Linked DNA regions of Mus musculus: regions 2, 3, 4, 5, 6 and 7 are each linked to region 1. A link is a contact called in public Hi-C, HiCAR-type and HiChIP or PLAC-seq data. All regions are on one chromosome and are shown on one strand. Each heading gives the region's core, a stretch centred on a gene start, on an enhancer-like site or on the middle of the called end of the contact. The rest is flanking DNA. Distances are from core to core; before and after follow the strand shown. Region 1 overlaps 2610035D17Rik (RIKEN cDNA 2610035D17 gene). Region 2 overlaps Gm39461 (a long non-coding RNA gene). Region 3 has its middle 82 kb from the start of Gm39461. Region 4 has its middle 120 kb from the start of Gm39461. Region 5 has its middle 190 kb from the start of Gm39461. Region 6 has its middle 210 kb from the start of BC006965. Region 7 has its middle 170 kb from the start of BC006965.

Region 1 (4,188 bases), core at 731-3,230:
AGGCTTCCGAGAACAGCTGTTTCTGGGAGATGGCTCGGTGGGTAAAGTGTTGGCTCTGGAGGCAGGAGGACCCAGCCAGAGCCCTAAGATCTGCTTAAAAGCCAGGCAAGGCAGGGTTATGCTCTTGGCTGCTGTAATACCAGCACTGGGGAGGCAGAGACTGGACACATCACACACACACACACACACACACACACACACACACACACACACACACAACGAGCTCACTGGCCAGCCAGCCTAGGAAAATCGGTGAGCCTGCTGGTTTACTAAGAGACCCTTATCTCAAGAACCAAGGCAGAGATCAGCAGAAGAAAATGCCCAAAGTGGACTTCTGTCCTCCACACACGCAGGCACACACGCAGGCACACACGCCCCCCCCCCAACACATGTATACACTCGCACAAGCATGCAAGTGTGTTTCTGCAAGTGGGAATGTCAGAGCTATGAGCCTCCAGGGGAGGGAGGGTTGAGAACAGTTTCTTTGTATCTGGCAGTTGGGGTGTCATTGAATAACCTTGAGTCCTGGCAGCTCCAAGGGCGAGCTGGGCACGCTGGCCTGGAAGTCAATTGCAGAAGCCAGAGCAGGGAGGGGCCCATGCAGAAGGTGCTTCCGGGAGGGAGGCCTAAGATTGGTGTGGGAGTGAAGCTAGAAAGGGCAGGGTCCACCCTGAAGGCCTCAGCCCCTCACCTGCACAATCTCTCATGCCCAAACCTAGCTAGGCATTTCTAGCCAGCTCTGTCTGCAAAGATGCCCCTCCCTCTTGAAAAATGTGCACATCTCTGTCTGATAAAACCTTGTTCCCCCTGGAGGGAGAGAAAGGAGGGAGGGAGGGAGGGAGGGAGGGAGGGAGGGAGGATGGCGTCTGGAGGCAGGAAGCCAGTGTTGGAATCCAGGCCTGGCTTTGTCCCTCTCCAATGGGCAGCTAGGGGTAGGGTGTTTCATTTCTGGGTTCTGCCTTTCCTATAGAAAAAGATCATAAAAAGAACCCATCTCCTAAGGTTGTGGTGAAAGCTGAACAAGGTCCTGTGTGCAGTGGAGCCAGCACTAGGACAGAGATTGCATGTGCAGAGCCAGCACTAGGACAGAGGGCGCCCCACTGTTCTGTCCGCCTTTACACAGCACTGCCCCCTCTCATGTCTGCAACTCTATTTTCTGCTGGAAACGGTATCAGAATATATTAAGTAGAAAATTTCAGAAATAAAGAATTTGTAAATATTGAGTGATTTTTTTAACACCCCCCCCCCAGTGTATTGTTATAATTATTCTGGTTGTTTAATAGTTATTGATAATCTCTTAATTTGCTTTTCATACTAAATTCTATCATAGTTATAAATGTGCAGGAAAATAATATAATTAGGTCTTCAGATATACACTGGTCTGGAACACTCCTCTATTTGCAAAGTATGTGTTTTTATTTTTGTGTTTTGAGTCCTTCTTGGACTGTAATTTGACTCCAAGGACCAGATCTGTCCCAGGAGGCACTTGGAATTAAATGCTGAGTTCCAGAAGGGAGTGTTAAAGCCATGGCCTGTCAGGGCTGCAGGCGGCAACTCCCACTCGGAGGCTCCATTCCTTCCCACAGCCTGGACTCGCAGCTGCCTTGCTGTCTCTCTGTTGCCCCATCCCTGCATAATTCAGGCAGGCTGATAGGCCTGCTACTCAGGTGGTGCCCTCTCTGCCCCATAGCTCTTGAGAAACCTGTAGGCTCTGAGCACATTGCTAGAGGAGAGGGCGGTGCCTGGGTTATGACCTCTCTCAGAGTTGGAACAGGGTCTCCGAACATCCTCCAGGGCAGATTCCAGGTCAGCCCTGGAGGGTGTCGCATGCCTTGACAGATGGTGTCCGGCTGTAGGCTCCTGCCCCACGTCCTGGAATGAAGGCTTGGCAGCCCTGTTTTCTCCAGGGACAGTTGACACTGGGAACCCTGGACATTGTCCCTGAGCTCAGGGCATGCGTCTCGCGACCATTCGCAAACTGACCACTTGATGGCGCTGTGGCTCCACCGTGTGCCTGCTTTCTCCTCCGGGCCCCTGGCTGAGCTGCAGTGGTCATCCAGGCGCCCGACTGTGCCCTGGCTGCTGGTGGGGCGCAGCGCCTGACGCCTGCCCGTTCTGCTTGAGCACAAATGCAGAGCTCAGAGCTAGTTTCTCCTGCAGCGAAGGAAGTTTGGGGTGTTGGTATTGTGTTCTGTGCTGTGTGTTCCTGCAGCTTCCCCAGCAGCGGGTCAGACGCCCTAGTGTGCTAAAGAACGGTTTAGAGCCATCTGCATCCTGACCTGGTGGTGATCACTGTCTTTGGGGCAGAAGTGATAGCTAGTCTGAACTCTTGTCTAGAGTTTGTACTTAGGAGAGAAAGCTAGCTAAACACAGAATGGAAGAAGGGTAGGAAGAGGAGGAAGAAGAGGAAGAGGAGGAGGAGAAGGAGGAGAAGGGGGGGGCGGGGGAAGAAGAGGAGGAAGGAGGAGAGATTGGAAACTCTTTCCTAGATGAGCTTTGCAGTCATTCTGTGTCAAACCCTTCAAGGGGCGACCGAAAACAAAGAGCCTCCGTGAGTTTGCCTTAGAAATAGTTCTCTCCGAGGTCTATTCTGGTTGCACAAATGTGTACCCCTTCCACCCCTGAGCAGGGTCACTTCATTCATTCCGTTTTCAGTGCACACCCACTCACTGCGGAGCCAAGGGGTTTCCTCACAAGCTTGTTTGTAGATGTTGTTTTAAAAGCACGTCCTTCTTTGGGGTTTCTGTACGCAGAGGCAGGGGTTTGGGTCACCCGGGTCTCACTGAAGCTATGGTTTGGGGGGGGGGGAGGGGGGCGGGGGGCGTTTGGAAGAAGGTGATAAGATTGTCTCTTACAGGGAAAGCCAAATGAAGAGCTAAGCTCCTGATTGGAAGTGCTTTCCTTTTTGTAGCTCCATTTAAGACCAGGACTGTTCTCAGGAAAACAGAGTAGGTTCTGAGTTCAGGCCTCTCTTCTGGGGCTCCTCTCCCAGAAGCCCTCTGTCTCTGTGGAGGTCAGAGCCTTTCCCAGCTGCCTGGGCCAGTGACTGAGAGGCGAGTCCCAGGGGTCACTGCACCAGACCCTTGCCCCCCTGGAACAAATGCAGCCGGCTGGTGGGGGTGGGGGTGGGGGCTGGGGGCTGGGCTGCTCCTCCTAGATCTGCCTGCCCCTAGGGCCAGGCACAGTGTGGGGCCTGAGCTAGACTTGTCCAGAGGCAGGCAGGGCTAAGGGAGGTTGTGACCCCACCCCAGCTGGGGAGGGCAGTGGGAAAGGAGGAACCTGGAGAAGCTGTCCTAGCCAAGCAGGCTAACTCCCAGCTTCCCCTGGGCCAGAGGGCCCCCTGTCGCCTGGCAAAGGACAATTTGTACTTTTATTCTTACGCTATCCTAAGGCTCACTCACCTGCAAGTGTACTATCTGGTGCCTCACAGAGGCTCAGGAGTTGTGTGGCTTCTCAAAAAAGAGAAAGGAGACCACGGAAAGAGAGGCAGGAACGGAAAGGAGACCCACCATCAGTCACTGCAGCACGTGGACCCCCATGATAGCCCAGGAAAGCCCAGCGTGTCCGCTGTGTCCACACGGCCCCGAGCAGCTCTGTGCGAATGTGGCTCTTCAGCCATGCAGAGCTCTTGATTACCAAGACAGGAACTCACAGACACTCACAGTTCAGGTTTCAAGATGGAATACATCCATTTCAGTTACAGGGTGTGTGTGAAGAGCATGGAGTTGGTGGCCAGTCTCTTCCCTATATTAGAGTTCTGGAATCCATCTTGAGTTGGTTTTTGTCTACGGGACGGAGTTTCCTAAAAGACCATTGGTTACAGAAGTGCTTCCTGTGAGATAAGAGCTTTGCTTCGGTCTTGCTGTTTAGTCCTCCCAAGACCCCAGCAACTCCCTTGTGGTCACCTCTGGATGCCTGTGACACTGAGGCCCTGACCGACAGCTCTCTGCCTGATCAAGCAGATGTGACATCTGAGAGCCAGACTCGAGGCCCTGCTGCAAGGCCTCCATTGCCTTCCTCATGCTACCCTACCTCGTGTGGTCTGAGTCGGAGCCTTGTGGCTTTCTCCTCTGGTCATGGGTGGCTCTTCCCACTCAGACTCTGTGCGAGAAGCTACCCTGGAGGTTTGGACAGAGGAAGTTCAGGGGCATTCATCAAGGAAACCTCAGTTTGGGATATATGCCCTGC
Region 2 (4,188 bases), core at 953-3,452, 990 kb after region 1:
TCAGGGCTACAGCTCCGACTGGCATCAATCCAGAGAGACAAACAGGGGGCGCACCCACCGTAGGTACGCCAGCTTTTTTTTTTTTAAATAAGCTGATTGGATTCTAAATATGTGTTTTATTATAGGAAAACAATCATGTGATCATAAGACTAGATGGAACTTAGGGTGGTTTTTCTACTGGAGGTAAGACGATGTCTGTACCTTACCCACGTAGCTTTTCAGGGTAGGTGTCCAGTCAATCACACAGCAGAGTCTGGGCTTATTAAATACTTTAAGAGTTTTAGCCATCTACCCTTGAATTAGTTTTAACAACCCCAGAGATTTTTCTGTCTTTCTCTTCCCGGACTCCTACTTCCTTCCAGCGTTTGAGACAAGCCTAGCTAGGGGCAGAGGCGTGGCTTGGATTTCCATCCTGCAGCCTCCCCTCCAATCAGCCATGTCATGGTGGAATTTTTATTAGCCATAAATTTTTTTACTGGCTAGATTAATGCGATTGAAAGCATCACACCCAGTAAATAGTGTCTGCTATTTGTTTTAGCAATACCTGTGGAAAAAGGGCAATTGGGACCCAGGCACAGCGGAGCTGGTGAAGCCATTGGCTGCACCTAACTGTTGGGGGCCCCTTTGACTGATGACCAGGGGATGTTCTTCTTCGAGGGAGGTCCGCCCAGCAAGAGGCTCCATTGGTGCATGCGGCTGCCATGTGTAGCCATGATTCACTTCACTGACTATCAAAGCTTTCTACAACTTTGCTTGCTGACTTTTGACCAGAAGTTCCCTTTCAACACAAGGAAAACCTGCCTAGAGAGAGACAGAGGGAAAGCCCACTGCAGGGAAATAAATGGTAGCCGTATTCCTGGCGGTCTACGTTTTATGGTCCGAGGCGCTCCGGCTTGAGTCTGCCCCGTGGTGCTGCCTGGTGTGGGTGTGTTTGGTGACATTTTATGGAGCATGGTTTATAATCAGCATGGATTATTGTAACAACAACAAGTGGGAGGGATATTCAATAAAACCTTGTTGGATAGCAAATGCCCTACACAAAAACACTGTTTTAGAGGCCCAGGACCCAAGCGGTGTGTTTATAAAGGCACCTTCGGAAATGTTCTTTCACAGAAACCTATTTTTTTTGAAACAGATTTTTAAAAGAAGGTGTGGGATCTGCAAGACATTGGTCCCCATCTGTTTTCTACCCCCCCTGACCTTGGTTGTTTGACTACGTGGTCATGACCCCTTAGTGAGTAGGGTAGACGGTCTGGGGAAGACGGTTAGTGGAAGCTTCGGCATCGGCGTTTGCTCTTCCCTTCCTGGAAGAAGAAGAAGAAGAAGAAGAAAGAAGTCAGATTTCTCTTCTTAAAAAAAAAAAAATGTTATAAAAGAGAAGCACAAACAGAAAACGAGCCAAATTGCTAAAGGGGATCAAGAATTGAAATACAGCCTCCAAAGTTGCATGTACAGAAAGAAACCCTAAAACGTTCCCAAACCCCAACCTGGAGCGTTGATCTGCCTGAATTTCTTTAGTCTCAGGCCAGTTTCAACCATTAGACGACTTACAATTATAAAGTTGGCAGTGGCTACAGCCCATGGTGGCTGGAGGGGATTCACTTTGTAAATTCAGTTCCTTGGGTAGGTGGTATTGGCAAGATCATCCTGTTCCCCCGCTGCCAACCCCGAAGACGCAGAATGCCTTTCCTGGATCGAAGTCCAGCAAGGCATGCTGGGAAGGGAATGAGTCTGGACTGAGGATGAGGTGGAAAGACCAAAAAAGGTGAAGATGGGAAGGTTACGGGGAGGAGGCAGAGGGATGGAGGACACGAACAGTAACTGAACAAAGAAAAGAATGTGATTTGAGGTGCAGAGAGAATGCCTATAGGAAGATAGACTGATAGGTAAGAAAGAGATAGGTAGATAGGTAAGGAACAGATCTTGAGGAAATAGATAAAACAATTATAAACATCTTCTTCTGAAATCTTCATTTTTGAGGTCACAAATTTTCTTGATATTTTGGAATATCAGCCTCGTATCTTCTCGTTCCACGGACCAAGCCCTGCTCACCATAGACAGGATGGTTCGCCTTGTGCTTGCCAATGTGCATCGCTCCACGGTGGTAACTCTGCCTTTCTTCCAGTGCAGTGATAGATGAGTCACAGAAACGGCTTTTTCCATGAACTGCCATCCAGTCCCCTACCAGCCAGTGGCTCTAATCTCTGCCGAATGTGCAAGTGTTTATTTTTCCAAGCCTGGTACCTTCTATGAGTCACAGGGCTCAGATGCCACTTAGTAATGGGCCCTTGTAGAAGTCAAGAATGTGACACACGGTGAGGCACACAGCTTAACAATCACAAACAACAGCACGGTTAATGGGGGGTGAAACTTCGGTGACATGTGTCACACCAAAGAGCCGACTCCTTGGGCTCCCGGTGTCAACAGATGAAGGGTCTCGGTATTGGGTAATAATGATAAAATATTGCCATCTGTTGGCATCCTGTGTAAGCAGACTCTCACATGCACACCATTGATGACTTTCCAGGCTGCCAAGGGAGAGGGTGTATGGAAAATACTGAGTAAAAAAAATCAGAACATGGAAGGTTGAATCTCTAAGAGAAAAAATACAGCCTTCTAGATATTCAAAAGAGAGCCGAGAACATCACAGTGACACACTCACTTACCGCCCATCCCAGGCAGGAAGGATAGGAGCTAAGCCCACTAACAGTAGCTGACCTTTAACTCAATGAATCAGAGGATTTGGACTTCTGGTGGGTTGTGTCATTAAATAGTACTAGGAACGAGAGTCCTTGGAATGGGCTCAGAGAGTTTTCTATCATGTCTGATCTTTAGATCTTTACTACAAGAGTAATAGGTACGGATGTTAAGTTGTGTGTGAAGATTATGCACAGTTCAGGCAAAAATGGTAAGCCAGAATAATCTAAATTATCTCCTAGTATAACTATCCACACATTCTGAGGACAATAGAATAAATTAGTATTTCTTATTTAACATTTTATTGATTCTTTGTGAATTACATATCATGCACCCCAATTCTACTCATCTCCCCACCCCCTTGTAGCCACCCCTATTCTTGCAACCTCCCCACCAAAAGAAAAAAAAATCCCCTTGTGTCCCACACTATACCCTTTTGTCCACACATCTGTACTTGTGAATGTTCATTGCAATGAATGAGTCACTTGTCTGGTTCAAGGCCACTACACCATCAGTACTGGATCTTCACAGGGACTCCTCTCTGGTCTTCTGTTGTTCCCCTGTGCCATGATGATCTCTCCTCTTTGGATCTGTAGGACCTGCCTCTTCATGTGTTCCAGTAGTCTATTCATGGGGCAAACAATAATTATAGTCATTCAGATGCCCAGAGAGGATTTATTAGGCCTGATAATCTAGACATTGCCTATAATGCCCATTCATGAACAGCACTATATAGTATTTTAGGACAAAAATTCTATAAAACCAAAACCCCAAAACCAACCAACCTAACAAACAAACAAACAAGAAGCTGGGATCTTGGGGCTGGGGAGAACAGCCCTTGAGTTAAGAGTGCCCCCTGTTCTTCAGAGTCCCTGGATCTGGTTTATTGTGCCAGTAACTGGCAGCTCCTCTTCTCTTATAACTCCAGTTCTGAGGGATTCAACGATCTTCTCTATCCTCTATAGGATCTGACATACACATTGTATAGACTCACACAGAGATGCATGCATACATACAGATAACAATCCATCTCAAAACCCTTTAAGATTTATAGGTATTTGTAGTGTCCATAAACAATATATAAAAAACAGAACAACTTTAAACCTTTCTGAATCTCATTAATTATTTCCTTCCATATGCAGCTGTTAAGCTTTCTGTTCATACTTATCTTGAAAGATCACAAAAACGTAAGAAGAAATAGGCAAGTCCAAATTATGGAACCATTAAATATTGAAGAGCCAAAGCAGGTGGCAAACACAGAAATTACTCATGATGATAAAATAAGGGTTTGATTACATAAATACATGTCACTTTCCCCCCTTGAAATTCTTACTTTTAGGGTCATAGAAACTCAACCTCAGATTTGCCTATCTTTCTTTTGCTGATCTTAAAAGGCAATAATGCATACACATGGATGGCTGTACCAGACTACAGGGAATATTTTCAGTGTAGTGTATATAGTGATACAGTATGATGTATGCCGTTATAATG
Region 3 (4,188 bases), core at 1,249-3,748, 930 kb after region 1:
AACTCTTCTGGTAAATATAGTTTGTGTTTCTGCATGTTCCTTATGTACATATGGTTGATTAGAACAACATTTAAGCTCTCTAACCCCATTGGCTCTCAGTCTTGCAATGACGTAGTCCTATTTAATTATCTTTTACTGGGGAAAATACACAGCTTACACTTGTTTTGTTTAAACATCTTTTCACAACAAATTTCATTTATAGGTTGGGGTAATCCTTTATGAGGTTTGGGTAGCAAAGGTAATTTCTATGTCCTGTGTTATTCAAGATATGGCCACTAAGCTTACAATCATATGCTGTCCCTATAATGGATATCCCTGATTCACAAAACACATATACTTTGCATCGTTTCCATAAAGGATGAGATGAGTTACTATGACTAGACAGTCTTACTCCTTACTCACCATGTGTAATTACAATCAAGAGGATGCTGATTGAGCAGGATTGGAGGTGGGACATGATCATTGAATGGAATGAATTATGCCGCACTACAAAGAAATGCCTCAGCTGGAGAGATGGCTCAGCAGTTAAGAACACCGACTGCTCTTCCAGATGTCCTGAGTTCAATTCCCAGTAACCACATGGTGGCACACAACCATCTGTATGGGATCTGACGCCCTCTTCCGGTGTGTCTGAAGACAGAGACAGTGTACTCATATACATAAAATAAAGAAATAAAACTTTTAAAAAAAATCAACAACAAAAAAAATGCTGCCAAAACCTACAACCTTTATAAAACCTGATACTTGGCTGTTATTTTTCAAAGAATAATAGATCTTTCCACGTTGGCTTATAATATTGATTATCTTGTTATTGTTTTCAGTAACACACGGGAAGGAGAAAATGGTAACTGACACAGTGCAGAAATCAAAGATGTCCAAAAGATAAAGATGGAGAGAGCCTGGGGAGATGGCTTAGTGGATAATGTGCTTGTTGCAGATGCAGTAGAACCTAGGTTTGGATACCAGCACCCCTCTGGAAAAATTAGGGCATATCAGTGTGCACATGGAGAGAGGCAGCAGGACTACTGGGCTAACTTCTCTGCCAGTGTGCCAAAAGAGTGATCTTCAAGTTCAGTAAAATAGCTTGTCTCAGAAAGTAAGTTGGAGTATATTGATGAACATCTGGCCTTTCCCATGCACATATACGAACACAGCACACACACACACACACACACACACACACACACACACACACACATAGAGGGGGTAGAGAAATGGAAAACAGCAAGGGCTGTTCAATCTGATAGAATTCAATCTGATAGAAATGAGTGGGGAAACTTGCTTGGAATAGTATTTATTTCTTCTTTCTCTTATTATCTTGGTGGGTTTTGTAAATTGTCATGGGCCAGCCATAGCAACTGACAACACAACTTTAAGCAATTGTCCTAGCTTTGTAAAGAATGAAGCTGCATAACGCTTCTATAAAGAGTTTGTGTTGTCAGGCAAACCATATAAAGCATTGATGCCTAGGCATTTCCAAGCCTTTCTCAATGATCTGGACCTGCATGGGTGGGTATTCATGAGCAAAGCACAATTCTAGAGAAGACACTGTGCCAAAGTTAACTCAAAAGCTTAATATTTTCTCTTCCTTGACAAGTTATTCTTTAGAATGAAGTATAATTTAAAAGACAAAACTCTGTTAAGAGTGCCCAACATACTATGTATACATGAATTTCCATTAGGATACATTGGCCAAATTTCTCACTGAGGCTCCTGAATGACAATTTATTACTAGGACAACAAGGTACTGGGGTGCTGATATCATTGTCATGATCATTAGTAGAGTAAAAGTCATGACAAGATGTGCATGACATGAGTATCATCCATTGCAGCCACCAACAGTCCTTAACATAGCTAGCTACAATATGGCTCTTGTCAGCATCTCTCAAGAACACACAGAACAAGCGTCTACTTCTTGGTTTGTCAGGCCAGATTTATGGTGAAGCCTTCCCATTTTTCTTTCCTCCAAAACAGCAAGGGCATTGCAGTCTCCAAATGACACTTCCTCCCAAGAGCGTCACTCCTGTGCTCGAAGGTGTTTAGAAAATCCTTCCTACCTTCCACTCCTGTGCCCCTTACTGGCTTCTGTGTATCAGAGCCCTTGGTCCTGAACTCACTTGGAGTGAGAGAAAGGATCCTTTTGCCCTTGAGCAGAAGAGAGCTTTCTCTCCCTGCCTCCTGCCCTCTGCCCAGGCCTTGAAGCATTCCATCTGCCTATGTCTGTTGAGGAGGCACCCGGCCTCTGGGGCTGAACCAGTGGGGTCAAATAATGTTCTCACCAGTTAGCATAATTAACTCCAACCACCCGTCTGTTGCAAAGTCTGGCGCAGCCAACACAAGCAAGAGGAGGCCAAGAAGAAATTTCTCCTCATTATTAAACCTAAATCTAAGCACTTGTCTGTCTGTAAAAACAGAGCAACCGAGGAAAACTGAAACCAGTGCACGGGGTCTGAGGTTTCAATAAATGTCAGGGAGCGTCAAGTCTGTTTGGATTGCAAATTATTGCTGGCTGACGGTCTCACTGTTTTACAGCTGAAGATTGCTGTCATGGGGGGTAGGAGAGAGCTGAGGGAGAGCCTCTCGCATCACGGCCAGAGGGAAACAGAAGTTACCAGATACTATAACAATCATAAAACATTACAAGAGGGATGTTGGCTTTTGCTAAATTTAGTCTTTCCTTAATGCACGTCCCCAGGAAACAACAGTCCACGGCGCTTGGCCCCGCCCCCTCGGGTGGATGAGGTGTTAGGTTTACCAGTGATGGAGAGCACAAATCTCCACTTTATCCTTTCTGAACTTTACTCCCCCCCTCCCCTTTGTCGAGCCACTTGGAACATCTGAGAGCGATAAAGAGGCCTAAATGTTTCAAGGTGCACTAATACCTTACTACATATCCTAGAGAAACACACACCAATAATTCGTGTCGTGGTTAAAGCTATTTCTCAAATGGATTAAATGAGTGAGCGATTACTGACTAAAACAAGTGTCAGGCGAGAGCTTTTCAATCTGCCCAGGGACATACGCTATTCGACTTTTTATTGCTGCATACTTCAGAGTTTCGAGAGGATGTGTGGTTTCTGGGGCTTCCATCGAAGTTCACCCACGTTTCTATTTGTTTCTTACAGCCAGAGTATTAAAGAGCTCCCATGTGCCAAGTACTGTGTCAGGTGCATTGAAAACTAAAAGAACGAAGGCCTCCATTCTCCCTAACAGTCAAATGAAATTGTTTTAACCAAGTCTTTTAGTTTCTAGTAACTAAAAAGAAAATTTACCTGAAAGCCAAGTAGAGAAAAATCATTTTAAGGTAGAATGGTATTCATTGACCCAAGAGTGAAAACACAGCAGGGCTCATAAAAAGACCTAATAGTTGGCCTCAGGATACTATGGACAATAGAATTATTTTCTTAAAATCTCTACTCACACACGTTCTCCACCCTGGGTCTCTTAAAGATATGCTCTAACTATTGTTTTTTTTTTTCAGCTTGCTAGAATTTCTGGCTCTTTCCATGTAAAATTAAAAACATTTTGTCAAGCAAGAATCCCATTTCTATTCCCAGCTGTGGTAACTTCTGTCTTGGAACTTATTGATAAGAGAATTGGATTACTTCAATCTGGGTCAGGTGTACCTCCTCATCAGATTATAGGAGTCAGAATCTGAGAAAGGAGGTTTACATTCAAGCTGTCCAAGTCTGGAGCCTATTGATCATGTTCCTGTGTTAACACATGTGTTTTTTAAAGTAGCACCAGAGCGAGTTTACAGCCTTTGGATCTTATATAACTGTTGAGTGAGATCTTCAAGAAAGATGGAATTAGCATGCTAGTTAGTGCCCGTGGGAAATGTCTAAGGAGAAAAAAAATGTTAATTATGGTTTCTGCTCCCTGCTGCTGGATTTGTGAGGTCACTTGATAATAGCATGAAGGCACTTTATAATTTGATTTTCCGGAACGGTCTAAGTGTATGTACTAAGAGCACCCAGATATTGACTGCTACTTCTGTGGCGTTCAAGTTCATAGTGGCCCTTGACATAGAATGGGGTAGCAGTATCCGGATTATGGACCTATGAGTATTATATCTCCCTGTAGAAGAGCCCTCCTCACTGGGCAACACCATTGCCTAGGTAGATAGTCCTGGGTTAAGTAAGGAAGCTAGCGAAACATGAACCAGCCAGAAACCCAGCAAGCAGCATT
Region 4 (4,188 bases), core at 790-3,289, 890 kb after region 1:
TGAGATACCAGTTTGTTCTGGATCACCTGTAGGGTCCTACAGGTGAATGTCAAAGTAGTCGTACCTCACAGTCTTGTGATTTGACAGGGGATTCATGGGGTCCTTGAGATCATGCATAGGAGACTGACTTTCAAATAGAGCACTGTACATCTTGGACAGTATGGTGGTTTGAACGAGAATGTCCTCTGTAGGCTCATGTATTTAAACACTAGGCCCCCTGTTGGTGAAGCTCTTTTAGGAGGTTTAGGGGCATAGCTTTTGTGGAGAACGCATATCACTGGAGGTGGCCTTTGAGAGTTTAAGGAGCCCTATCACTTCTCAGTCACTTTCTCTGCTTCCTGTTTTTCTGTTCAAAATGTGAACTCTCAGCTTCCTGTTCTTGGCTTCATGCCTGCCGCTGCTACAATTAGCCGGTATGATAGATTCTTATCCCTCTAGAACCATAAGCCCAAATAAACTCTTTCTTCTATGAGTTGTCTTGGTCATTGTGTTTTTGTCACAGCAATAGAAAAAAAAGAAGAAAAAGAAAAAAAAAAAAAAACCACCTGTCAATTATCTCCTAAGCGTCCAGACATGACCTTCATGCTGACAGTGAGATTTTGGAGCAATCATCTGCATCAGTTGCATGTAGGGTAACAATGTATGTCCCATCCATCACATGCAAGAATTAAGGCTCTAATGAGAAATATACAAACATACCTATTTGCATAATCCAAAACAAATAAGACCTGTATAACAAGAACGAAGATCAGCGATGACCTGGAATGATATTTGCAGGTGGGATATATTCTTATCCTTGACGCACATTCAGCCCTCTCAGGTTGGACTCTAAGTGCCATTTCTTCTTTCATTCTATTCAGGGAAGCTTCTGGTGTCTATGTCAGGCTCTGATTCCTCTTTGTTTATTTTATTGTACATGTTACAAACCTGTTGCTATTGCTGGAGACTGAGTCAAACAAGGAACACGTAAATTCTACTCTGATATGCTTTGTGTTTGTTTCTGGTGAGGTCATGAGCCCAGTTCAACGTTAATGATTGTGTATTTTCATGACTAACAAATATGAGTGCTAAGTGAATTAAGCTGTGAACTCTCCGTTCCCTTCACATCACATACACAATGAAACAAAGTAGATACTGGCTGTGAATGTATCTTTATATCTCCTTTAGAATACCATACCAAGGGATGAGCCAGGCCAGAGACACAGATAAACTATTCCATTCCTCTTGAACTTATTGTCGATACACATTTTTCTCTGAGGTTTATCAAAGTATAACTATCCTGACTTCAGAGCCACACTAAAACTGAGGAGGTAAACTTAATTGATGCAGTTTTAAAGTAATATTATTATATGTATCAGGGGGCTAGCTCAGTGTCAGAGTGCTTGGCAGCATGAGTAGGACCCTAAGCTTGATTTTTCCAGCACCACCAAATCCACTTACTATTACTATTAAGTAGGTATGGCAATGCTTGATCTTTATATAGACATTTGCATCACTTTCCCTATTAATTAAGATTCAAAACATGGTAAGATTCACTGGCAGGCTTTATGGCTTCTCACAGAGGAAAGAGAAGCAGGGTTGATATAAGGGATAAGAAGAAGAAGGATACATCCACTTTTATTAGAACTGAAGACCTTGGAAGCCATAAGCCAGGGCCCTTCTATCCCTAAGATGTGCATTGCCTGCACGGGGCATTTGTGATTTATGGCTTCCTTAAGCAAGGATGGAAAGTGACCAGAGGAACTCTGGGATTGCAATGTCTAGACAGGGTGGAGTCCAAGGAAGCCAGCGCTCTTCTCCGATTAATCTGCAGATGCTTTGGCAAAATTCATTTTGTTTTGACCTGGGAGGAAATGAGAGGCTTGTTTTTGTCTGTGACAAAACCCATAACCTTTAGGATATTGTTGAATGAGCCAGCCTAGTCTATTTTTAGACACCCCCATCCTCTCCAGAGCTGTGGCCTGTTTCTTAGTTCTAGTGCACTAGTGAGGAATAGACTCAAGAGCCAAGATGAAGGGAAAGGGGTCAGAAGAGGCACGCGCTCCTACTCTTAACAATTTAATATTTCTTGAAAACCACCCAGCCTTCCTTATTTTGTGCCCTCGAGTGCCCCGCGGAGAAGCTCTTGGCCTTCAATAAAAACAGAGGTAACAGTCAAGTCAATGCTTTCTAAGTTGTCATTGGTAGCTCTGCCTAGTGACCTGTTCAGACAGTCAGTGTTATTAGTCATTGAGGGAGTTGTATTAGGTCTTAATTAAATCTTTAACAGCCCTTACTGACAAACCCAGATTCTGAGTTCAGATTGTTATTTTTTGCCATGCAATTGCAATGGGGAAAGTAAAGTATCTTGCACGGTGAAAGTGGAGAAATTGGAGGAAGTCCACACAAGTGTTTGCCTTTTCTTCCTCTGGCACTCTCACCTCTTCCTGCACGGATGGCAGTAATGCTGTGACGATGGGACTGAAAATATTTTAAAAACATTTAAAAGTTACCACCGAGAGGAGAAAATGGTACATTTGCACTCGTCTTTCTCCACTTAATGGCATTACCAGAGATGCTTTGTCCCCATGGGCCATAAATTGAGACATCACTCAACAGTTGTCCTGGCAAATTTCCCCCAAGAAGGCCACTTATGAAGTGACCAATCACATCGGAGCCTAATTTACTGAACATTTAAAGCTATTGGGTTGGAGGGGATTAGGATACTGTGAACTTGGGATGTGATCCATTATGCCCCCAGACCGAGAACTCATCCCTACATCCTCTCCACGGAGACTGGGCTGCACTTCCTGTCCCATCAAACTGCAGAAATCATTGCCTAGTCAGGCAAAGCCACCATCTTACTAGTTATAGGCTAAGACATGCAACAGTCCTCCATCTTTTTGGTCTGGAATGGACATTAAGTTTCTCCAGGGGCAGGTTAGCAAGAACACTGAGGTGCATTCCAGGTCAGACAGGAAATGAAGATTATAAGTGAAATGTAATATACATTTCCCCCTGAATTTGGATAACCCAATGACTTAAATTGGGAAGACCTTAGAACTAACCCCTTTCCAGAGCCTCTTCATATTTCACAACTTACCTCTCATGTCAGCATTTGCCCAATATGCTTCCATGTTCCAGGAAAGAAGAATAATTGCAGAGAAATCTTTGGATGTTCCTGTTACACTGGAGGCTCGGCCGTAGAGAAATGGCCCTGGTCTTCTTTGACAGAGGGGAGGTGCCAACTAGCTGTCTGAAGAGGTGGTCACGCCACTCCTGTCCTCTCGGGTATCAAGTGGTAACTAATGTGAAGCTAACACTGAGCCACAAAAGTGATACTCACCCCAAGAGACCAATATGATCTTTCCTGGAAAAAAAATGGGATGAAGGTAAATATGTTTATTCCCAGATGGAACACAGAGCAGTTTTCAGCCTTGACAAAATTCTTGGCAATATAAACTTAGGATTGGGGAAGTACCCATTCAATTTCAGGTCTTACAGTAGTATAAAATAAAAGAACCTTAAAACAAACATCAGTTGGGCCCGGAGATGTAGCTCAACTGGGAGAATGTTTGTCTTGCACACAGAAAGCCTGGCTCTGATCCCTAACCCGTATATAAACCAGGCAGGTGGCACACATCTGTAATACTAGCAGTACAGAGGTAGAGGCAGGATGATCGAAAATTCAGTCATCCTTGGCTCCGTATTTAACTAGAGGTCAGCATGTGCTAGAGACCCTCTCTAAACACGCACATACACATACACACACAACCACCACCACCACCACCACCACCAACAACAACAACAACAACAACAAATAACTGCAAAGGAATGACACCAGAAGATCTGATCTGCCTTGTCATTTGATATGTATGTTCATTTCTGACTGGGACTGAATTTACTGGAGCATTGGTAAAGCAATTAACACCACACGGTGACTCTGTGAACCCATGACGGCATCTCTTTGGTCATGAGCAGCTCTTCAATTTCATTTTTGGTTGAGGGAGGGTGCACCATGTTCTGAGAATGAGTTCCAGCTACAGAGAAGGGAGCAAAGGTGCAGAAGGCACCAGCGAAGGAACAGCTAACGAGCCAGAGTATCTATGAGGGTAAAGTCACGTACTTGGGTCCTGAGCTGCCAAGAGGAATTAAAAAACAAATGTAGATTCTTTTATGCAGAAGTGACCACATTACGCAAGACATCAA
Region 5 (4,188 bases), core at 424-2,923, 820 kb after region 1:
ATGACTCAACACTCGAGGAGACTAGCTACGCTTTCAGAGGACCTGGGGTCAGTTTCTAGCAGTTCATAACCACCCATAGGAACCATCTCTGAACATGGCAGTTGATGGCAGTCTATAACTCCAGCTCCAGGGCATCCATCACCCTTCTCTGGCCTCTGCAGGTGCCTCATGGATGTGGTGTGGGCAGATAGTCATACAATAAAAAATTACATAACTCAGTAACATAAAATAACATAAAATAACAATAACTCAAGCTTTAAAACAACCCAATCAACCCTGCTGAGTTGATCAGAGAAAATAACAAAAGGGATAGAAATTCTGAGTATCAATCCATTGAGAATGTAAGAGTATGGGTATATATATATATATATCCTACTTTTCTAAGCCCTTCATTTCAGTGCTTGGTTGTTATTAAATGCATGTGTGGGGCAGGAATACTTGAGAGAGAAAAGAATTAATTTGATAATTGTTCCCAAAAGATTTGTGTTTTAATTCCTCAGCAAATTCCTTCTCTAGAATTTGAGAGTAAGAACATAGATTTAGTTATTTTTAAAGCGTTATGATTCAGTGATATTTACTGCCTTCACATCGGTGTATAACCACGGCCTCTGTAAGAACCCTTTCTCTAGTTTTTCACTCAGCAGACGCTTTGGATTCTGCAAACTATATTGGTGTCTTGAAATTCCAGGCCATATCATGAATCCAACCGGAAATATTTTGGACTGGAACTGTCACTTTCCCTTCAACATCATCAAACCCTTTTAGACAGCTGAGTAGATCTGGGTACCAACAGCCTCTTTCCTAGCCATTAAATAGAAAGAAAGATTTAGGAGTCAAACAATCTTGTTGATGACCAGGAGCTCCCTGGCTCTGCAAGGTACATCGCTGGTATTTGCTGAGTTACTTTCAGACTTCCTCAGCTGCTCATTCTTCTTTGTCCACCCACAGCGTTTGCTGACTACCCTGAAATCAGCAATGTTTCACGGAAGAATGTTTCATCCAACCCAAGTTCGGTCAGGACTGAGCTGTAGTACCTCAGGTTCTTTTCACTGTCAGTCCTTGAGCCGAGACAGGAAACTGGAATGGAGAGGTGGTTGCAGGCTTTCAGGTGCTTGGGCATTGGAACTCGTAGACACCTGGCCTGTTATAGTCCTCATGGGCTCGTTTTATGGAATGATTGGTGCCAGACGAAGGTTGCCTGGGCAGGCTGGGGCACTTAGTCATGGGAGTGTTTATGGTGACGTTCTGATAAGAAAGGTGCCATTGGGAAAACTGCAGCTGGGCTTATACAGTTCATCAGCCAGAGATGCCTAGGGCAAGCAGACAACTCTTTACTTCTTTAACCTTGGGATGACTCTTCATTTCCAGACGTGTGCACACAGAGGCAGAGGGAAAGAGAACCCGGCTCTCTCTCTCTCTCTCTCTCTCTCTCTCTCTCTCTCTCTCTCTTTAATAACCTGTCTGTGTCTTTTTTTTTTTTAAATAATCAGTGTGTCTTTGTTTGTCTAGGGCCAGGCATATATGTATCTTCAAACTGTTTAATAGTGATATGTCAAAGAATGTTTTGAGGAAAGAAAAGCCAAAGGAGCGAAGAGGAGGTCCTTTATACACCTCAGCCTCCCTCTCAAGCCCTGCACCTGCTCCCTTTAAAATTCTTTCAGCAGCAATGAGGAAAAATGGTTTTATTATATTGTGACCTTCAGACCAAATCTCCCTTTTTGCAGCGATGGCACTGAGCAGTGTGACTCCAAATAGTATAGTTATTATCCATGCGGCTAAAACATTTGCCTAGGAACAATGGCCACTTTAGAGGAGGAGAATATTTCCTTTGATAAATAATACACTGAAAACATGGGTTAGGCACCAAAATGTTAACATTTAACCACACAGCCACCTATATGCTGACTCTGCATGGGACGAGAAAACTGTACTCTGGTGTTTGCTATGAGTTATAATTTTATTTTATTTTAATTTTTCATCTTATGATATCAGACTTTAAAAGTCAGGCTATCCAATTCCAAGGAGCCACAGAAGCAGAGTGGCCCAATGTCATGTTTACACCGTGACTCAGCAGCTGCAGTCCATTTAAAGGAGACAGACCATTCTAATAACTCACTCTAATTAACTCCCCCTCTCCGATAATGGTTTCTCCTGGGGTTATCCACTAAGAAGAGCTTTGAAGAGGGCTCAAGTTACCAACGAGAGTGAAGATAACACATTTGGATGCTGCTTAGAAGTCTCTGTCCCCAGATACTCATCTTCCTGGGATTCCTATGGTTATTGTCTCCTTTTGACATTTTCCTGGAAAGCTTTTCATCAGATATCAACTGCTCATAAGCCACCAAACTGCCCAGCAGAAAAGCATTTCAAGCTGTCCCATCTTACCATTCTAGCAATGCCTAAAGGACTGTCTTTAACTTGTACAAATAATCAAACATAATAGCCACTAACTGGTGAAGACATGTATTGACCTGTTCTTGCCTACAGTTAAAGTCGCGTCTAAAGAGAAGTGGGTCAGAGGAATGTTGCTTATCAGAGAAAAAGACTGAAGTCCCAGAAAGACAGCACCCTCTTCAGATGGCTTTGCATTCTAACTGAACTTGACTTCAAACATCCTGATGGGCCAGTCACGTGGTTCTGCAAGCCTTTGTTGTTTCGTTGTGAATTCTGCAGTAATGCCACCCAGAAAGAAATCCTGCCTGCTAACCCTGCAAACCACAAGTTCCGAGGCTGTTTAATTGTTCTCCCTTTTGTTGTAATTCGTCACCAGTGAGGGGGAGGATAGCTGTTATCTTTAAGTCTAACATTTCAAAATATATCTGGGCCAGTAGAAACAGTCTCCTTCAAAAGCACATGGGGACACTTTGATGTCACCCCAGATTAGGCCTCTGGAAGTCACTCATCACTGGGGACACAGTTAATGTCTCTCTCCAATTTGGTCTTTCTTCCTGTTTCTGTCATTCCACAAATACCTGCCTTTGTTCACAGTTTTTTAGACCATATTCTATAGATTTGAAGAGCTGTTATGGAAAGCCCCAGATGGAACAGAATCATCTACCTGAAAACTCTTTTCTAGTGGCCATCCCGGGAGGCCCTGTGAAGGCCCTGTGCATGGGGAAGGCATTTTCTTGAAGTGTTTAGTTACTTTGTGAAAACAGGCCATTCCTGAAATGGAAGTGTTAGAGCACACAGACCCATCTTAAGTGCAAAGATTTACTAAAAAGATGCAAAGTTAGGGTGTTGCTGTACTTTTGCAGTAGGGTGCCAGGGTAGAGAGGCAGGTATCAAGGTTAACATATGAGGAAGATGGAGAGATGGCTCAGCAGTTAAGCGCATATATATATATATATATATATATATATATATATATATATATATGCCTCTCATAGCACACTGTTGTCTTAGGTCCTTTTTTATATGGGGACTAATTTCATTCATAAAAACTCCATCCTAATAGACTGGTCATATCTCAAAAGCCTCCACATTGAGTGCCAGAATTTTGACCTGTAATTTTTTTCACTCATTCAACAACAGAAAAGTTCAAGCAGTTTCATACCTGTTTGTTTGTTTCCTTGCTTTTGTCTTTGAGACAGCAGAGTACAAGTTGTAGAGATTAATCTCTACCTGAAACTGAACCTCAGGGTCCACTCTGTAAGACACAGACAGTCAGTGTCAACTCAGCTTTCTTACCAGTACCTCAGGGCCCAGCCCAAGTTGGCCCTGAGATCATTTGCCCCCCTTTAGCATTGGTTCAAGGACTTGAAGAATCCTGGAACAGAGGCCGAGATTTCAGTAGCCAGGCCAGCTTTTGTCTGTGTGGTAACCTAGGAGTCGGAACCCAGGAGACCAGCCTTAGAAGAAAAAAATTGAAAAACCAAAGCATCCTAGTGGCCTAGCTAAGACACACAAGCCAGTGGGAGGGCAACAACCTGTGCCCCAGGAGTACTTACAGCAACCTTGGCAGTAGAAGACCTGTCCTGCTCATATTTTCAGGTTATAGAGTCTTGCAATGTTGGTTGGCTCCATGGGACTGACACTCAGGAGTAGATGTTCCAGGATGGCTACTAAGATGCACTGTGTAGCACACATAGCATCCCGCCTACACTTTTCTGGGCTGGGGTCAAAGAGTATCTGCGAAAGGGAAATAAGATACTCCTTGCCCAGCCATTCTGCAGGTGAAGTCTTAAA
Region 6 (4,188 bases), core at 670-3,169, 660 kb after region 1:
AAGAATCACTAAAAACAAGAGGCCATGGAGAAAGAGAGAGAGAGAGAGAGAGAGAGAGAGATTGGAAGGAGGAAAGGGGGAAATAATGTAGTTGTGTTAAAAATTCAAAAAATAAATATTACAAAAAATGTGTCTGACGTGAACTCCGACCTTTAACTGAGAATGTTCAAACATGCACCCCACCCCTCCTCAGTGTGCTTTCCTATGTAAGCAGCAACTCCTGAAGGAATATGCCCATTCCATTCTTCCATTCTGGGGGAAAGTGCCACTTTGGCACTCTCCAGAGCTGTTTTGTCTTTTGTTCAATAGCATGTAAAGGCACTGTGCTTGGCTCTACAGAGTGTGGTAGGAAGCCCTGGAGCTGGCAAGAATCAATGACTAGTGTACAGAGTAAAGCTTAGGGATGAAGAGTGGAGTCTTAGGTATGGTCAGAGCAACATCCAGAACCTATTTCAGGACTCACCTGAAATGTTTTCAGCCTTTTACAAGTCTGTCCACTGGTTTTAAAGAGGCAGACTGAGGGAATCTTGGAGTCAGAGAGTAGAGTGGGTCAGCATTCTTGAGTTCCCTTCTCCTCCTCCTCCTCCTCTTCCTCCTCCTCCTCCTCTCCCTTCCTCCCCTTCCTCCTCCAGATCCTGTGTGTGTGTGTGTGTGTGTGTGTGTGTGTGTGTGTGTGTGTGTTTGTGGTGTGCCCCTCCAGAGACTCTTAGGATGCAGTGTGTATGAGCCAGTGGTAGCCCGTGTGTTTGGAGCTGTGGTTCAGTACATATATCACTGAGGAAAATCATTCAGAATTCTTCCTCTAGAGCATCGATTCTCAACCTGTGGGTTGTGACCCCTTCGGGGGCGGGGGCACATTTCAGATACCCTGCATTTCAGATATTATTATAATTCACAACAGTAGCAAAGTTATATTATGAAGTAGCAAGAAAATAATCTGGGAGGGTCGTTATAGCATGAGGAACTGTATTAAAGGGTTGTAGCATTAAGGTAGGTTGAGAACTATCGCTCTAAAACATTACATTTAAACATTACATTTTAAAGGTAGAAGACAGGCATCTTGTGCTGTCATAGAATTATTAAAATTATGATCCACCTCAAAGTCTCTCTGTTCCTTCCTATCCTTGGGCAGATGAACAAATTGGGACATAGGCAGGGTAGGAGAGGACAAGGTTTCCCCCATCACTTTCTGGGGTGCTGGCAAAGCCTGCCAGCACCCATTTATCCCTGGACTCAATCAGAATTACCTCTCTGGGTTTCCAATTTGATCAATATCCCATTAACTGAAATGAATCTATTGCTCTCACTTTAAATAGGTTCTTGTGATTTAAAAAAATAAATGAGGAAGGGAAAAATGACCAGATCAGACTAATTTCCAGGATTCACTTCTCCAAAACGTTTCCTATCAGTGCATCCCATGCACTTTTGTTTCGGGGTCTGCATGTAAGGTGACCCTATGAATTAGATGTAGCAGGACCAAGATTCTTAAAAGGGAATATAAGTTTTGAAAACCCTTAGACAGAAAAATCCAACTGTCACACTCTTCTTTATTTACTTTCTGCTTGTAAGTTTCATGCTAAAGAGAAAAAAACAAAACAAAAAGACTTCATCCAAACCCCTGGAACAAAAGTAGGTTGTGGGGGAAGGGAGGGGAGTTTTAAAAAGGGAGGGAGGAGATGAGGGGGAAGAAGGAAAGAGATTCTTAATGGTATATTGTTTTCTGAGCTCTACCAATTAGCAAACATCTCTTATAAAAGAAAGAAAGAGGGAAGAAATTCCGTGCACCAGAGTAGCCTCAGTCAGCGGTGGGCACTCTGGGCTTGCAGGCTTTCATCCCCTCCTCCCTAACCCTTGTCCTTACATCAGACCAAGTGCATCCTGGGGGCTATTGTCATGTTGATGAGTCAGCCCCAGAGCCTGGATTCTCTCACTGCCCAGAGAGCTATTCCCACCACAGACTGGGCTCTGGGGCTCATTCAAGCTGAGCTGAATTGCTGGGAGAATAAAAGATCCAGCCTTAATTAACCGGCACTCTCCGCTCCCAGCCACAGCTCGATTGTTGTATAGCCTGCTCTTCCCCCTAAGGAGGAAATGCCAGGCCTCCTGAGGCAGCCCCAAGGATGGGAAGTAGAGATTCCCTTAGGGAGCTGGAGTTGATTCGGTCTTGTTTTGAAAATAGAATATTGCAGGGTATTACAGCTCTGCATCACCAATGTCCTGGTTTGTTAGTTTCTTTCTTTTTGTTTTTTGTTTTTGAAAAGAAACAAACCCCAGAGTCTGTGATTTCTTTGCCCCACTCCTGAGCTCCAACCATTCCTCAAGGTTCCTGATAAAAGTCTTTCCAAGCATTCTAGAACCCTGGTTAGGACTTTATTGGCAGTGTTGTTTTTATTTCTTTAAATAGTTTCTGATCCTATTGATACCAATAAAAAAAACCCGTGATCATCTTTTGAGTTATTTTTTTTTTCTCAGTGGTCGTTAAAATTATAATCAGTAGCGACTGGCTTAGTTTCTAATAGTTTCCCATCTGACTACCACAGAAAGGAGGCATGGAGTTGATAGTCTAGCAGGCTAACTTGCCTTTGGATGTGATGTTCTTGCTGTTTTGTTTTGGTGATGGTGGTCTCCTTGGGGATTAAATCTAGGGATTTGCTTATGTTAGGTGTGAACTCAGCCACTGAGCAATAGCCTGAAAACTGAGTTTGGACCTTTTGATTCACTGCCCTCGATGTCCTTTCCTTCTCCTGAGTTCTGTGGACAGCTACAACTGAGGAAGTCAGCATTAGCTGGGCCCCCATTCTCACTCCAGCCTATGAGTGTGCTGTTGATCTAAGGGGTCTAGAAAGGTTCATCATTCTAAGCAGGAGTCTCTCCAGTGTGGTTACAGCTTAGTGGGGCTCGCAGGGGGCAGCCACATTCTGATTGGACTGAGTGTGGTGCTAGCTTGGGTGGGTATGTATAGCAGGGCAGAAGGGCAGGGTGGAAGAGCCAGCTACTCTGAGAGTGGGACTCCGGTCTCTGACTTCTTCCTTTCCCAGCAGCACCTGCCCTGTGGTCTGCCATGTGTACTCTTTATGACTTGACTCTCAAGGAAGTTACAGATAACTTCTGAAGTTTTTGATAGAAGATGGTGTTCCCAGAAAGGAATTCTTAGCACGGCTGTAACCGTCAGGTGTGCAGTTTAGAGAGTCAGAGATCACAGCTCAATATTGTTCTAGGGGAATCAGTTTGCAAGGCCAGTGTTGAGGGGCCCTTTGTTTTCTTTATGTGTTTTCTGAATACCACAGGTATGCCGTTGCCTTACATCACAGCGTCCCCCTTCTCACTAGGCTTCCATATTAATTGCTTATGTCATTGCTGGGATGACATAACACTGTAGTGGAAGAAGATCTAATTTGAACTGTACTCATTTCTTGGTAGGAAGACATGATGTCTGGGGTTTATCCTTAGAGGCAGGAATCATCAGGGTGACTGTTTAACATCTGAACAAAGACGTGGAGGGTAGTCCATTCTGTAACCCTTCCTTCTTCCCATCCAAGACTCACTTCTAATGAAGTTCTACCATCTACAGGTGCCACAAGTTCCCCAAGCAGTGCCACCAGTTGGGGACCAAGTGTTCTATATATAAACTAACAGAGTCTGCTTCACACTCAACCTAAACAGCTTCCCATAATTATGGTCAAATATGAGCAGTCCTAAAATACTTTCCAATGTTCTTTAATAAAAGAGCAAAGTTTTAAAAATCAACAGTACAAAATCACTTTTAGGATGATTCTTTTGGTTTCATTTCCCATCGCCATGATAAAACACCATGACTAAGTGCAATGTAAGGAAGAATTTATTTTGGCTTATGGTTCCAGAGAAGCAAGAGTCTGTCACAGCAGGAAGCAGGACAGTGAGCAGCAGGCTGGGTGGCAAGAGAGGAAGCTGAGAGCTTCAAATACAAATCAAATACAAAGCAGAGAGAGGGAGAGGGGAAAGGAGAGGGGGAGAAGAAGGGAGAGAGGAAGGGAGAGGGAGAAAGATGAGGGAGGGAGAAGGAGAGGAAGAGGGAGAGAGAACTGGAAAATAGAATAGGGTAAAGCTATACACTCAAAGCCCACCCAGTGACATACTTCCTCCAACAAGACCACACCTCCCAAACCTCTCCAAATAGTGCTACCAATTGGAGACCAAGTGTTTAAATAT
Region 7 (4,188 bases), core at 803-3,302, 620 kb after region 1:
AGCATTCATTAAGCTACTTAGGATAGCTCTCTTGAATACTTGCAGATGGGCTGAGATCTAAGTCAGAAAAAACAAATCCAAACCCTCAGTGGTGTGTGTGTGTGTGTGTGTGTGTGTGTGTGTGTGTGTGCATGTGTATGCGTGCGCATGTTTTTCATGCCATTAAAACAGAGCGTTGGGAGTCGATTCAGTGTGCTGGGGAATCAAAGGCTTTGAAGATTGGTTCACTGACTTGTTCTAGCATCTTGGGTAGAAGAATTCTGTTCCTGTCACTCATCCATATTGGGTAAGGTATCAAATGCCCTGCCCATTTTCTAGGAAGCCAGTGAGACAAAACAGACAACCTTGAAAGCTATAAAGAGCTCTATACACATCATGCCTTAGGATACTAGTTCTACTGACTGGCTACTAATTGTCCTTCTTATCGTCTGTCTCTTCCCCTAAACCATGAATCACCCTTTTGTGGTTTGGATGAGAAATTTCCTTCATAGGCTCATGTATTTGAACCCTTAGTTCCTAGTTGACAACACTGTTTGGGGGGGGGCGGATTACAGAGCTTTTAAGAGAGGGAGACTTGTGGATAAAGTACACCATGAGGGTGGCTTCGAGGGTTTGTAGCTTCATCTCTCTTCCAGCTTGCTCTGTCCCCTTTTGGGACACAGTTGAGATGTGATCTCTCATCATGTGATCTCTCATCTTCCTTCCCCTGGCTTATTGTTTTTGCTCCCCACTGGGTGCTGGCTGGTGTTTGTCAACTCAACACAAATTGCAGTCATTTGGGAGAAGGGAACCTCGACCGGGAAATGCCCTCATCAGACTGGCCTCTTGGCAAACATGTGGGGACTTTTCTTTAACTAATAATTGATATAGGTGGTGCCACCCCTGGGCAAGTGACCCTGGACAGTAAACAAAAATTAAACTTCGGAAGCTGGTAAGCAGCATTCCTCCCGGACCTCCAGGTTCCTGCCTAGAGTTCTTGTCCTGATGTTTTCCTATGATGGACAGCGTCACAGAATCTGTAAGCCAAATATACTCTCTCCTCCCAAGAGGCTTTGATCCTGATGCTTCATCACAGCAGTAGAAAAACCTAACTAAGAAGTTCTGTGACTATAGAATCTCTCTCTGTCTCTTTCTCCTTATCTCTCTCTCACTCTCTGAATAAGTAATAATAAGGAGGAATAAGGCAAAATAAATTCCTTCTTCTATAACGTTGGTCATAGTTGTCCTATAAAGTTAGTCATATCAACAGGAAAGTAACCAGTATGGCTGTCTTCCATCCACTATGGTACTTACTATTTTTCATTGCTATGACAAAATGCCAGGAAAAAAGGAAACTCTAGGAAAGGTTTGTCTGGGCTCACAACCTGAAGGTCCAGACCATTGCGGAAAAGCAGTTATGGCAGCAGGCATGTGTGGTAAGTGGGCATATTGCATCCAGAAGGATGGTACTGCTTATATTTAGGGTGGCTCTTCTCAGTTAATTCTCTCTGGGATGTCCTTCAGAAACAAGTTCAGAGGAATTTCTCCTAGCTCATATTGTCTCCCTGTCAGACTGATATTCATGAAATCATTCCATCCACATCAAACCTTGGGCTTTAAGAGAACACCCTTAGCGACTTTTTTGTTTGCTTTTGTTTGTTTGTTTGTTTCTCTGAGAAAGAATCTTACAAAGATAACATAAGAGAAGATGGGTTTATCTTGGCTCAAGGTTTCAGGGAACACAGGCTATAATGGTGGTAAGGGATAGCATGGTATTGGGAGCTTGGAGCTTGTTCACATCATGGTAGACCAAGATTCAAAGATAGGACCAGAAACAGAGCCTGGGTATCACTTTGATGGGCCACCCCAAGTGACCTATGGCTCCCAGGGAGGGGCCCATGTGCCAAAGATTTCATAAACAGCACTACCAGCTGGAGTCTGAATGCTAAAACACAGGAACATGTGGAGAACATTTTTGCATTCAAACCGTGGCGGAAGGCTATGGAGTGCTTTTGGCGAGGGCTATCCTTCTTAGACTGTTATACTATACTTACGGCACTTCTTGAGGAGCCGTTGCGCAGACATAACTCCAGAGGTCTGTTTGTGTTGGATCAGGCCCGACCCAAGAGTACAGTAGTAACTGCCTGACAAATGGAAAAGGCTTTTAATCTGAGAATGAAAAGTCTGAACTTGGCCCCTGGCTGGCCCCCTCCCCCCACTCTGGTGGTCTCTTCTGGGAAAGAGTCCACATTTTCCTTGAAACCCAGTGACTACAGGCTCCTCAGCAGAGCCAGCCTCTGAGCCCTGCTGTTCGTTGCTAGTGAATGGGGGAAAAAATCTTGCCTCCTGTTCAGTAGGAATGCATGTCTGACCTCCACAAGAGCTTGGAGGACTCTCCCTTCCCCTGTGAGAAGAGAAAAGCCTGTACTTACTTCTCTCTGCCCAATATCAGTTGCAGCAGCTGTAACGACTTCATTTTTAATTTTCTCCTTGAGCCTGTCTGCGTAATCCATTAAGACAACGTTGAATGTTCCCGGCTAATATATTGAGAGAGAGAGAGAGAGAGAGAGAGAGAGAGAGAGAGAGAGAGAGAGAGAGAGAGAGAGAGAGAGAGAGAAAGACAGAGAGCAAAAAAAGAAAGGAAAGACTTTGAAAAATGCTATCTAAATTGTCGCCAAATGTACTCAGAATTCTGCTAGGCTAAATTGCAAATAATTTTCTTTCAAACATCACAAACACTCTAACTTAACTCAACAAATTGGACCAAGGGGTTTCATTTATCTCAGAAAAGATCCATTCTCATCCTCCCCATACCAGCCACCCCCCACCCCCCACCCCTGAACCACCCCCACTCTCTTCTCAAACACACCCTGTCGAGCTTTCTTCCCAGGCAAGTTCTCCTGGGTTATTTCTAGCCGACCTGCATTGTCTCCAGGTTTTCTGCCTGAAAGTTCCATGAATAATTTGTCTTGTCTGTTGTAGAGAACCATCGTGGGTACCAGCCCCATCTTCTTGGTGCTTGGAGATGAGGGAGTTGGGGCGGAGGGATGGCTGTTTTAAATCAATCAGTTGACACTAATCTAATGTCTAATTAGCTCTGGGTGGGCGTGGGCTTTGATTATAGGAAGTGCCTCAGGCAGTGGCTGGTGTTTCAAGGGCTGTGTGCATGTGTCAATCATCCTTTGACAAGATCTGGAGAGACAAGGGGGAAAAAAGAAAGAAAAAAGAAAGAAAGGAAGCAAAAGGGTGTGTGCTTTTTTTCATTTCTGTCATCTGTTGATTCTCGGGGTCCAGCGGTCCAAAGCAGCATTTTCAAATCATCCATTTGTTCTCTACATAGGAGTGCATGGCCAGAATCAGAGGAGAGCTCTAAAGTCAGCCAAACTGTCAATTGCATCTGGTAATTGCTTCCCCTTCCACAAGACGCTCTAGCATATCCAACAAAGGTTTTATGTCTCCTTATTTTGATTATCTAAAATAAATTCAGAAGTTCAAACTTTTGGGTGTTCAGCTAAAGACCAAAAACCCAATCAGAGTTTATGCTACTGATAGGGAGGATGGAGTAAGAGGGAAAATCCCATATAATAAGGCATCAAGGCTTCCCTTAGTATTTCTAGCAGAAAGGCAGAAGGGACTGGGCTAGCCTCTCTCACTTCCTGGTCTAAAACCTGCTCTTGCATTGCTGCTACTCAGAGTTATGATTCTGTCAGAATTAGTAAGGCAGACTGGGTGTTCTCCAGCTTTAAGTACAGAGACCCGCTGAACAGAGGGCATCACTTTGAAATGCTATTTTCATTTCAGATCTATTTGCTTTGCTTGTTTGTTTGTTTGTTGTTAGGTGGTTTGTTTTCTAGTGATCCCAAGCTGCTGGGTGCATTGGAACCAAGGAAGCTGAATGCTAGGAAAAGGTAGGACTCAGAAATGTTTGTGCAGGAGCTCGGAGATAGCTCCATCAGAAACAAGCATGAGGGCCTGAGTTGAGTTTCCCATCAACCCCGTGAAAAGGCCAGGTCTTGGAGCATATGCACCTGTCATCTCAGTAGTGGGGAGGTAAAGAGAAGATGCCTGGGAGGTGCTGGCCAGGCTTTCTAGCCAAACTGGTGAGCTACAGTCAGAGAGAGACTCTATCACAAAAATGAGGTAAAGAGCAATTGAGAAAAACACCCAACTTTGATCTTGGCTTCCATGCACAGAGGACTATACAGAGGG

Evidence for each region. A called contact is a pair of places that touch in the nucleus more often than the background predicts. HiCAR-type assays count read pairs that join an accessible place to other places. HiChIP or PLAC-seq counts read pairs in DNA pulled down with a chosen protein or histone mark.
Region 2: a FOXA1 HiChIP or PLAC-seq map of pancreatic cancer cells shows a contact between it and region 1. The contact joins two enhancer-like sites. A contact is called at or near these places in 1 of 15 datasets of contacts at CTCF or cohesin (the NIH/3T3 cell line), 3 of 484 Hi-C or Micro-C datasets (3T3-L1-derived adipocytes, muscle stem cells and pancreatic cancer cells), 4 of 115 datasets of contacts at active chromatin or transcription factors (embryonic limb bud, forebrain, neural tube and 1 more) and 1 of 9 other capture datasets (embryonic stem cells).
Region 3: a Hi-C map of the C2C12 cell line shows a contact between it and region 1, with 12 times the contacts expected there. The contact joins two enhancer-like sites. A contact is called at or near these places in 4 of 484 Hi-C or Micro-C datasets (the C2C12 cell line, cortical neurons and stem cell-derived neural stem cells) and 1 of 115 datasets of contacts at active chromatin or transcription factors (embryonic midbrain).
Region 4: a Hi-C map of the N1E-115 cell line shows a contact between it and region 1, with 9 times the contacts expected there. The contact joins two enhancer-like sites. A contact is called at or near these places in 1 of 484 Hi-C or Micro-C datasets (the N1E-115 cell line), 2 of 115 datasets of contacts at active chromatin or transcription factors (bone marrow-derived macrophages and craniofacial prominence) and 1 of 9 other capture datasets (embryonic stem cells).
Region 5: a Hi-C map of the N1E-115 cell line shows a contact between it and region 1, with 9 times the contacts expected there. The contact joins two enhancer-like sites. A contact is called at or near these places in 2 of 484 Hi-C or Micro-C datasets (the N1E-115 cell line and trophoblast stem cells) and 1 of 9 other capture datasets (embryonic stem cells).
Region 6: a contact with region 1 is called in a HiCAR-type map of astrocytes, with 3 times the contacts expected there. The contact joins two enhancer-like sites. A contact is called at or near these places in 1 of 15 datasets of contacts at CTCF or cohesin (embryonic stem cells), 4 of 484 Hi-C or Micro-C datasets (embryonic stem cells, neural progenitor cells and stem cell-derived primordial germ cell-like cells), 4 of 115 datasets of contacts at active chromatin or transcription factors (astrocytes, embryonic stem cells and stem cell-derived neural progenitor cells) and 1 of 9 other capture datasets (embryonic stem cells).
Region 7: a Hi-C map of the N1E-115 cell line shows a contact between it and region 1, with 4 times the contacts expected there. The contact joins two enhancer-like sites. A contact is called at or near these places in 1 of 15 datasets of contacts at CTCF or cohesin (embryonic stem cells), 6 of 484 Hi-C or Micro-C datasets (the N1E-115 cell line, cortical neurons, cranial neural crest and 3 more) and 1 of 9 other capture datasets (embryonic stem cells).

What each region holds. Positions count from the first base shown.
Region 1 is chr11:113,163,108-113,167,295 of GRCm38.p6, reverse strand. The region is part of intron 1 of 2610035D17Rik (RIKEN cDNA 2610035D17 gene); the gene reads left to right. All of the region lies in intron 1 of LOC115487747 (a long non-coding RNA gene), which reads left to right. Among named protein-coding and RNA genes, the nearest start is that of Gm39467, 31 kb to the right of the region's middle. Within about 2 kb of position 1,980, at least 86 of the 459 cell types and tissues checked have an H3K27ac peak or open chromatin away from gene starts, as enhancers often do. A contact at or near this core is called in the C2C12 cell line, the N1E-115 cell line, astrocytes and 2 more, where this site is marked.
Region 2 is chr11:112,171,880-112,176,067 of GRCm38.p6, reverse strand. It overlaps Gm39461 (a long non-coding RNA gene), which reads right to left. Exons shown (of 3, transcript XR_880297.2): 2 at 3,130-3,321; 3 at 1,127-1,304. Among named protein-coding and RNA genes, the nearest start is that of Gm39461, 17 kb to the right of the region's middle. Within about 2 kb of position 2,202, at least 25 of the 459 cell types and tissues checked have an H3K27ac peak or open chromatin away from gene starts, as enhancers often do. A contact at or near this core is called in pancreatic cancer cells, where this site is marked.
Region 3 is chr11:112,237,756-112,241,943 of GRCm38.p6, reverse strand. No RefSeq gene overlaps it. Among named protein-coding and RNA genes, the nearest start is that of Gm39461, 82 kb to the right of the region's middle. Within about 2 kb of position 2,498, at least 11 of the 459 cell types and tissues checked have an H3K27ac peak or open chromatin away from gene starts, as enhancers often do. A contact at or near this core is called in the C2C12 cell line, where this site is marked.
Region 4 is chr11:112,271,127-112,275,314 of GRCm38.p6, reverse strand. No RefSeq gene overlaps it. Among named protein-coding and RNA genes, the nearest start is that of Gm39461, 120 kb to the right of the region's middle. Within about 2 kb of position 2,039, at least 1 of the 459 cell types and tissues checked has an H3K27ac peak or open chromatin away from gene starts, as enhancers often do. A contact at or near this core is called in the N1E-115 cell line, where this site is marked.
Region 5 is chr11:112,343,771-112,347,958 of GRCm38.p6, reverse strand. No RefSeq gene overlaps it. Among named protein-coding and RNA genes, the nearest start is that of Gm39461, 190 kb to the right of the region's middle. Within about 2 kb of position 1,673, at least 19 of the 459 cell types and tissues checked have an H3K27ac peak or open chromatin away from gene starts, as enhancers often do. A contact at or near this core is called in the N1E-115 cell line, where this site is marked.
Region 6 is chr11:112,499,747-112,503,934 of GRCm38.p6, reverse strand. No RefSeq gene overlaps it. Among named protein-coding and RNA genes, the nearest start is that of BC006965, 210 kb to the left of the region's middle. Within about 2 kb of position 1,919, at least 61 of the 459 cell types and tissues checked have an H3K27ac peak or open chromatin away from gene starts, as enhancers often do. A contact at or near this core is called in astrocytes and neural progenitor cells, where this site is marked.
Region 7 is chr11:112,541,660-112,545,847 of GRCm38.p6, reverse strand. No RefSeq gene overlaps it. Among named protein-coding and RNA genes, the nearest start is that of BC006965, 170 kb to the left of the region's middle. Within about 2 kb of position 2,052, at least 6 of the 459 cell types and tissues checked have an H3K27ac peak or open chromatin away from gene starts, as enhancers often do. A contact at or near this core is called in the N1E-115 cell line, where this site is marked.